Linked DNA regions of Mus musculus: all the other regions are linked to region 2. The links are chromatin contacts, called in public HiChIP or PLAC-seq and promoter capture Hi-C maps. All regions are on one chromosome and are shown on one strand. Each heading gives the region's core, a stretch centred on a gene start, on an enhancer-like site or on the middle of the called end of the contact. The rest is flanking DNA. Distances are from core to core; before and after follow the strand shown. Region 1 overlaps Nbea (neurobeachin). Region 2 overlaps Dclk1 (doublecortin-like kinase 1). Region 3 holds the start of Ccna1 (cyclin A1).

What was found. Promoter capture Hi-C pulls out the DNA fragments that hold promoters and counts their contacts. HiChIP or PLAC-seq counts read pairs in DNA pulled down with a chosen protein or histone mark.
Region 1: a contact with region 2 is called in an H3K27ac HiChIP or PLAC-seq map of microglia, with 5 times the contacts expected there. The contact joins two enhancer-like sites. A contact is called at or near these places in 1 of 15 datasets of contacts at CTCF or cohesin (the NIH/3T3 cell line), 2 of 484 Hi-C or Micro-C datasets (embryonic stem cells and nephron progenitors) and 1 of 115 datasets of contacts at active chromatin or transcription factors (microglia).
Region 3: a promoter capture Hi-C map of hippocampal neurons shows a contact between it and region 2, with 2.6 times the contacts expected there. The contact joins the promoter of Ccna1 here to the enhancer-like site in region 2. A contact is called at or near these places in 4 of 39 promoter capture datasets (cranial neural crest, hippocampal neurons and liver), 1 of 15 datasets of contacts at CTCF or cohesin (the NIH/3T3 cell line), 2 of 484 Hi-C or Micro-C datasets (embryonic stem cells and epidermal suprabasal cells), 1 of 115 datasets of contacts at active chromatin or transcription factors (embryonic stem cells) and 2 of 9 other capture datasets (adipose tissue and embryonic stem cells).

What each region holds. Positions count from the first base shown.
Region 1 is chr3:55,665,890-55,668,589 of GRCm38.p6, reverse strand. The region is part of intron 48 of Nbea (neurobeachin); the gene reads left to right. Among named protein-coding and RNA genes, the nearest start is that of Gm46804, 40 kb to the left of the region's middle. Within about 2 kb of position 1,314, at least 20 of the 459 cell types and tissues checked have an H3K27ac peak or open chromatin away from gene starts, as enhancers often do. A contact at or near this core is called in microglia, where this site is marked.
Region 2 is chr3:55,352,928-55,355,627 of GRCm38.p6, reverse strand. All of the region lies in intron 3 of Dclk1 (doublecortin-like kinase 1), which reads right to left. Among named protein-coding and RNA genes, the nearest start is that of Gm9831, 49 kb to the left of the region's middle. Within about 2 kb of position 1,362, at least 98 of the 459 cell types and tissues checked have an H3K27ac peak or open chromatin away from gene starts, as enhancers often do. A contact at or near this core is called in the NIH/3T3 cell line, hippocampal neurons and microglia, where this site is marked.
Region 3 is chr3:55,053,610-55,056,309 of GRCm38.p6, reverse strand. Ccna1 (cyclin A1) reads left to right here and starts at 1,255. Exons shown (of 9, transcript NM_007628.3): 1 at 1,255-1,345; 2 at 1,792-1,977. The coding sequence starts at 1,813. 4931419H13Rik (RIKEN cDNA 4931419H13 gene) reads right to left here and starts at 1,068. Exons shown (of 8, transcript NR_040593.1): 1 at 874-1,068.

The sequences.
Region 1 (2,700 bases), core at 65-2,564, 310 kb before region 2:
TGGAGGAATGGGAAAGGAGTGTGACCTGCATGTGTTGTATGAAATCCCCAAATAATTAATAAAAATATTTTGTCAGAAAAAAAAAGGAGAGAGGAGAGAGAGAAGAAAGGGAGGGCATGCACAGTAAGGGAACAAAGAAAGGGAACACAAATGAACAGAACTGGTCTTTTTCTACATAGAGGATCATATTATTTAATAATGGCAGGTCTGAATATCACCACAAATACATATTTTCACACAAAACTCACAGCACACATTTTTGAGGAAATGACTTCTAGTTGCTACATAAAATAATAATGGATTCTGGTCTACTGTGAAGGAAAGTAGACTCTAGATGAACTAAAACCTTATATGTGAGGAGTCAGCCATCCTATGAGTCTGATGGGCAGAGATACAGAAAGCTACCTCCAACAGCAGAACTCCTCCCCCAGGCATGAACTACTAAATGAGTTGGTGGGCTCAAATGCAAAATGGATGCAGACACACCTAACAGGCAGCATCTGTAAGAGTATGCATGTGCACGGATTAAACCAGCAAGGAATCACTTCTGAAACTGTCAAAGTCTGCATTCCGCAACATAAAGACAGAAACTGCCATGCAAAAGTGAGTGGGGTAGGCGAGATGGTGAAGATGCTAAGAGCACTGCTGCTCTAGCAGAGGATCCAGATTCAGGTCCCAGCACCCACATGAGGCTGCACACAACCACTTTAATTCCAGTTCCAAGCAGTGGAATATGGTCTTCTGGCATGAGAGGTCATATGCACAAACATAGGCATAGAGCAACAACTTTGTGCATGTACACACACATGTAAAATTTAAAAATAAAGTGAGCAAAGGGTATGAATAGGTCATTTTTTGGGAGACCCAAAAGGCAAAGATGTCTTTAAAATATCTAATTTGTTACCAATCAAAGGACTACAAACCAAAATAACTAGTTATTATTTTGTATCTGTCATAGTAGCCAAAATTAGAAACGGAGGTAGCACCAAGGTGGCAGAGGCATATAGAGTCACAACAAATGGAAAAAACTGGGGACAGGACAGTCATTCTGAAGAGCAGCAGGCAGTGACTGGGAGGAGGAAAGAGACAACATGAGTGTGAGGTGAGGCTCAGGTCCTACTCCAGAAGAAATGTAACCGACATCCAAGAGCCCCAAGGGCTGCCCGTGCCCCAGGCCATGCCCGTGCCCCAGGCCATGCCCGTGCAGTGTGAGGAGGAGGAGCACAGGCTCCCATAGGCAGATCTTAGAACCGTACAAGGGACAAAATGTGTTCCTAGGCCACGGTTGTAGAGCAAATACTCAGAACAGAAGGAACATTCACTGTTTCACGCTTGTTGCATGTGGTGAGAGAGGAAGTGAAAGAAGGGTACTGAGATGAATAAACACATTTTAAACTCAAAAGTCCTGGAAAGCCATCATTCTCTCTGTCCCCATGATCTCATTAGCCATATCATTCAATAATAGCTTTATACTAGCAAAATAATAGTAAATTGGTAAATCTTTCAGTGACAGCTCTAAGACTGATTCCACATAGTTGAAAACAAACTTTCTTTAAGTATTAATTCACAGCTATTCTCGGTTCCTGGGGCGAGATTGGAATGTGGCCACTCAATAATCCCCCTGCATAATGGTCATCTGTTTTATCCTTCCATCCATTGGACTAGTGCTGAAGTGATCACTAACAATTGTACTGACTCCTAAAATTTACTAAATCACACAAACTGTAACAAATATAACCTGCAAAGAGTTAACCAATCACTTTATTTTTTGTCTCATTTCTCATATTCTGGTCTGAATGGTTATTTTAATATCAGTAAAAAGTGAAGGACCGAATCAGGAAAGGGATGCAGGGAATGAAGTATTAGGTGTGGGTGGTAGTGGAGAGGCACTGCCGAGAGTACAGTTTTGAGAGGATTCCTTTGAAAGTTATTGTTTGTTAATTGAAAGGATGCCAAAGTGGATTTAACCCCTTAGTAACTGGGACGAACAACCAGAGAGTGAGCAGATTCACACATTTACTGACAGCTGCGCTTTATGATGTATAGCTGTACACAGAGAATTTCTGAAGCTGGATACAGAACCTCCTTTGCACATGGGTGCAAAGCATCCTGCCTGCTTTGACCATATCAGAGGTGAAGGGCGTGAGTGGCTACTCCCCAGCAGCAAAGTGCCCACTATGGATTTTATCCAGGGATGAAATGAACTCCAGCCCATCTGTCTGGGGGTTTCCATTATCCTTCTCTTCCTTCTTCTCCTTCTCCTCCTTCTCCTCCTTCACCAGTAACACCACTTTCTCCTTCTTCGTCTTGTAAAGTCTTCTAACTCACAAATAAAAACATCACATAGCTGGTTTAAAAACGTGACTCACACACTTGCACAGCTTGCCCATTTCCAAACTCAGTACCTATCAGTGAACTAAATACAAAGGGCCTTTGTCTCCCCCGGCTCTCCACAGAAGCCTGTGTTCGTTGACTCCCAGATATACTTCCCCGCCACACACACACCACTCAACAGCAAACCTCCACAGTCCCCTGGTACTTCCCAGGGTCTGTATTGGCTGAGCCAATTCCAGGCATGAAGAAGGCATTCCTTCCTCTATGAACATTTTTGTGTATATAATGGAGCCAAGAGAATGGAAAGCATTTTTGTGAAGAAGAGACTTTTATTTAGCCCTGTGTCTTATTAAAGGTAGTCTTTTG
Region 2 (2,700 bases), core at 113-2,612:
AGCTGTCAACTGACACCCCAAGCACAAAACCATGTTCAGATGTGTAGATTACAGGAACCAGGATGGCCATTTGTCCCTCAAAGGAGGCCTTAATGGCTCGTTACTACAATTATCATAAATTGGCATCAATTTCGAACCTGTCAGTGAATTTCCATGATTTATGTTGTCCTTTTCCATATAACAAGTAAGCCCATGTGTGTCGTGGTTTGAATATGCTTGTCCCAGGGAGTGAGTGGCACTATTAGGAGGTGTGGCCTTGTTGGAAAAAAGTGTGTCACTGTGGGGGTGGGCTTTGAGTCCCTTCTCCTAGCTGTTTGAGTCTCTCCTAGTTCCCTTCGGAACAAGATGTAGAAGTCTCAGCTCCTCCTGCACCATGCCTGCCTAGACGCTGCCATGCTCCCACCTTGATGATAATGGACTGAACCTGTGAACCTGTAAGCCAGCCCCAATTAAATGTTCATAGCAATGGAAACCCTAGCTAAAACAATGTGTGATGATTTTATTATGCGCTGGTTTTCATTATTAATCCTTAATATTAGATTATAACTAAGGGGGAAAGCTACATAGTAGAATGCTTTCCCACTTTAATAACAAAATAGAAAATGTAGATGCTTGAAGAAACAACATGTAATACCACAATTGTCCACAGAGTGGCAGAAGAACTCCAGAAAAGTCAAGCTAGACTTGCAGCAATTATGCTGAATTCTACACACACACACACACACACACACACACACACACACCACCTTTTATAAGCTCCACTTCATAAAGAAATACTGCGAAATGACACTTGTTAGCAGAATCATGTGGGTATTCTAAAGCGTTATAAAATAAGCTTAAATCTTGACAATTTAAAATCTAACCAGAGTAAGAACTCCCCATGTGCAGAGTCCAGAGACTTTGAAGCCCCACCCATGCCTCCTCTGGTTCTCGGGTCCTCAGAAAAGCTCTCTTCTTAAGTGAAATCCATATGTGTTGTTTTAAAGACAAGGAACATGAGCCCTCCAGAGTTTAATCATTAGCCAACCTGTCCCCAATCTTTCGCAGGGCTCTGCTTAACAATGAAGCCTGGCAAATGGGTGTTCAAAATGTCAGACCATGGCGGAGGCAGGGGCCAATGGCTGCAAAGTGATGCCAAATGCCTTCCCTAACAACCATAAAGTGATGGATGACAGAGCCCTGACACAGAGACCTCAGCCAGCCCATCCCGTTCAGGGGGTCAGGGTCAGGACAGACAGAAAGCAAACACACAGAAAGGTTGAGAGGCAAAGAGCATCTATAAGGCATGGTCCTCAGATCTGTGCTGCTCATCTGAGGCCCTGTCTCGCCCTGCTTCCAACTCCAGTGCCAAAGGACTGACTCACTGCAATGTCAGCCCAAAAGGATACTTCTTTCTTTGAAAAAGATGCTGAGTCGGCTCCATGTCAAGTGGTGTTGATTCATGGGGAACAAACCCCGGTGGCCGCAGGCCAGCCCTGGTCATTTACCTCATTCAAGTCTGGGAAGCTGGAGCGTAGCAAGCCTTTTCAGTGTGTTACCACGCGGTAAGTGCTCAAAGTGATCTTTGTCTCTGCAGAGGGGACCGCATGCAGGCCGCTGGGTCCCTCTCGCAGTAAATATGAAGGATTCTCTGCACAGCAGTGGCGTCAGGCCTGCTGGATCCCAGCACACTGGCCCCTCTTTAACCTCAAGTAAAGAATGTTCCAACGTAAAGTCTGCCATCAGAGACATAATAGAATCTCCTAGTCTGGGGTCTGCTGGAAAAACCGTTTATTTTTATAGTGTGGTAAAAGACTCAGCACATAAAAGCTACCATCATGAATATTTTTATTACTTACGTATTTATACAACTACCACCACTGTATCTCTTGAACACTTCTTCATCTTTTGAAACTGAAACTAGCTTTCAACTTCCTCCTCATTCTTTCCCTCCTCTGACCTTAGCAGACACAGGCCACCTTCTCTCTCTGTGACTTTGACTGCTTCAGGCATCTCATAACCGATCATACAGTATTGGTCTTGTCCTCCTATAATATCCTCACGATTCATTCATTTGTAACCTGTGATGAAATTTCATTTTTTTTTTATCTTATTACTATCTTCTTGTTGGTAAGCTTTCATTGTTTGGGACAGCTTTCGTTTGCAGCAACCTTGAGCAGAAGTTGCAGTTCCAACCTCGCTACACATACACAGCCTCGCCTCCTAGCGACACTTCCAGCAGAGCAGTGTGTTTGCTACACATGAAGAATCCACACAGACGCGTCATTACCACATGCTGTCACGTGATCCATGGCTTCCACCAGGTTCTCTTTCAGCACTGCATATTCTGTGGCTCTGCATAAGCGTAGGGCGTGCACCCACTGTTAGAGTGTAATGCAGTTCACTGCCTCAAGAAAGTGTCTGTGTATCTTTTATTGGTAAATATTTATTTTTATTTTACTCATAGGCTTGCTTGCCTGTACGGATCTAAGTGTACCGTATGTCTGCAGTGCTCATGGATGCCAGAAGACAGAGTCAGATATCCGGAAACTAGAGCTCTGCATGGACCAAGAACAGCCAAACATAGGCTGCATCTCCTGGGCATTTCACAGTTCTTTACAAGCAGAGTTCAGATGAAGGATTTGCACTCAAGAGGAAACTAGGGGCTGTAAACGACAGCATTGGCTCCAGCCATCTGGCTTACTCGATCTCCTCTACTAT
Region 3 (2,700 bases), core at 6-2,505, 300 kb after region 2:
GAACGCATCAATTAATAATACACTTAGGCAGGCTAACGACCTTTGCTTAAAGTTTGGATGGCCTTTGGAACTGCTTTTAGAATTTAGGGGTGGATTTTATTTCTAAGCAAAAGCAGTTACAGGATGTGTGTGTGTGTGTGTGTCTGTGCATGTATGCATATACACTCATATATACTGATATATGATGCATAGACATATACATCTGGTGCTCACATATATGTGAGTACACGTGTGTATATATTTTCAAAAAAAGTTAACCAATTATGTAAACTCAGTTTGCTGATTGCCTGTCACCTCTACAAGTGCCAGGGTTTCCATGATTCAAGAATTGCCTTGCCCTTTTAGAACCTTCTTTTTGGTTAAACTCCCACTCCCAGTCCTGGGACTCTCCTTTCACACGTGGCCGTGGCCGGGTCATCGGAGCAATGACCTCAGCTCAGAATCTCTCAACATCCAAGCCACAGAGGCTCCCCGCATTCCTTCCTCTTCCCCGCACCAGCGGTGCCCAAGGGGAAGACCTCTCACGGGTGGCTGGGGCACCTCGAGTTACATTACGGCCCCAAATCTCTCCCGGCTCCCTTTGCCACACTTCCGGCCCCTGACCACCCTGGAAGGCTAAGCTGTGGCACAGCCCTCCGCCGCCCAGGGTCGGGAGCCCGTGGGGCAGGCGTCCGAGAGAAGGAGATGGGGAAGGGGAGCGAGCCGCGCCCTCGGGCCGGCCAGGAGGGCGCCGCGGCCTCAGCCCGAGGACCCCGCGTCGCTCTCCCGAGCCAGGGTTCTCGGGAGCGGGCCGCGCAGGAGACGTTGGCGGGAGGGGTTCGTAGCTGTTGGGGGAACCGGCTCCTGGGGAACTGTCCCTTTCAGGGAGGCTACCGTGTGTAAGCCGCCGTCAGCCCTCCCTGGTGACATCGACCAGAGGGGTGCAAGTGGCGACGTGCGGTGCAGTGCGGTTCGGTGCGCCTGGCACGCCTGGCTTTGCGGTTCAGGAGCCCGGGGCTGCGCGGTTGGCCCCGCCCGGCAGCGCCCCGGGGGCCGAGCATCAGCGGGCAGAGCTGCAGGTGAGCGGTCGCCAGGACGATGAGGACCCGGGCGCACGCCCGCCGCGGTTGGCATGGAAGCGGCTCTGCTGGGCTCGGGGTGGCCGCTGATTGGCTGATTCAACAGACGCGGCTGGGTCGAAAGTCCTCAGTGGCGAGCGCACTAGCCGAGGCTGCTGGAACCGGCCCCCTGGAATCTCTCCTCTCCGGGTCCCCTCCCTCCGCGCACGGCCCCGCCCGCCCGGCCCCGGCCGGGGTGCGCTTGCTAATCGCCCAGACAGAGAAGAACCTGAGAAGCAGGGCCTGCTGTGGGTTCCCAAGCAGGTTTGGGGGCCTTACTTCTGGAGAGAAGCGCCTGCTTGTCACTTGGGAAGGGAACTCACCTTTTCCCAGCCAGGGATCTTGGATTTTGAATCAAATCTGGAAGGGGGCGAGGGAAGGAGGATCAGGAATCTTAGGTTCTGCTTCCCTCTGCCCTAAATCAATGTGGGCAGACAATCCTGGCGTGGAGTTTGGGCTCCATCCGGCTCTCTCTGCAACCTTTAGCCTGGGGTCATATTAAAGCCCATTCAGCCATTGTTTGGTTCTGAGTTGGTTGCTCTGATGCCTGAGCTGTCACTTGGGACCTTAATGTTTGTCGGGAAGTTGGGACATTGGTAGTGACTCTGGAGCTTGGCACTCCAGAGTTCTCTGCATTTCCGGGTCCCTAGGTTGAGAGGTAAACTAACTGTGTCTCCTCTTTCCTGGATAGCAGCAGGCTGTGGCTTACTAGGCAATGCATCGCCAGAGCTCCAAGAGTGGAGTCGCTCTGCCTCCAGTGGGCCAAGGTCCTGATGCTTGTCAAATGCTCAGCAGAGCTCAGCTTGGCCAGGATCCCCCACAGAGAACCGTGCTAGGGGTGTTGACTGAAAATGAGCAGTACAGGAGGACCTGTGGCCAGGTAATGACCCAGGAGCACCAGGAAATATGCCACGGAGAAGGCTTGCTGTGGCAGTATGCGTGTGTGTGTGTGTGTGTGTGTGTGTGTGTGTGTGTGTGTGTGTGTGCATGCACTCATGCACTTGTGCCTGCATGTCAAATACATGGAGAACGATGCCAAGGACAAAGAAGGCTTTCTATGATAGTGTGCATCTGTGTGCACGTGTGTGCACATGTGTGCATATGTGTATGTAGGAACTGTTTGGGTTAAGTGATTCAAGGGCTAGTCAGAAAGAATGAAATTACACTGTCCTATAGCCCTGGAGATGCTCTGAGCCGCCAGAAAGATGTTCAGTAGGAGCTAGGCTACCACGAATTAATCGGGGAGAGCTTGTGTTGTGTTCTGTGGCCGCACTGTGTGTACCAGGATACACCAGCTTACTTTATGAACTAGAGGTTGGTATTAGAGCACACATCTCTACCACTACAGACCAGGAATGGTCACTGAGGTATTTGCTTACTTGTCTGCTTCAAATTGACTAAAGGATTTTCCCTTGAAGACAGATATTCAGACATTTAAGAGAAGAAATCTGAATCTACAACAATGATTTTTTTTTTGAGATAGAAAATAAAATCTCCCTTGATCCTGCTGCTAGATAATGATGATGATGCTTCACCTCTATTACAAGTCTATGGAATCCAGTGCTTACAAGAGTCCAGTCCGGAAGTACAAAGTGTGGTAGAG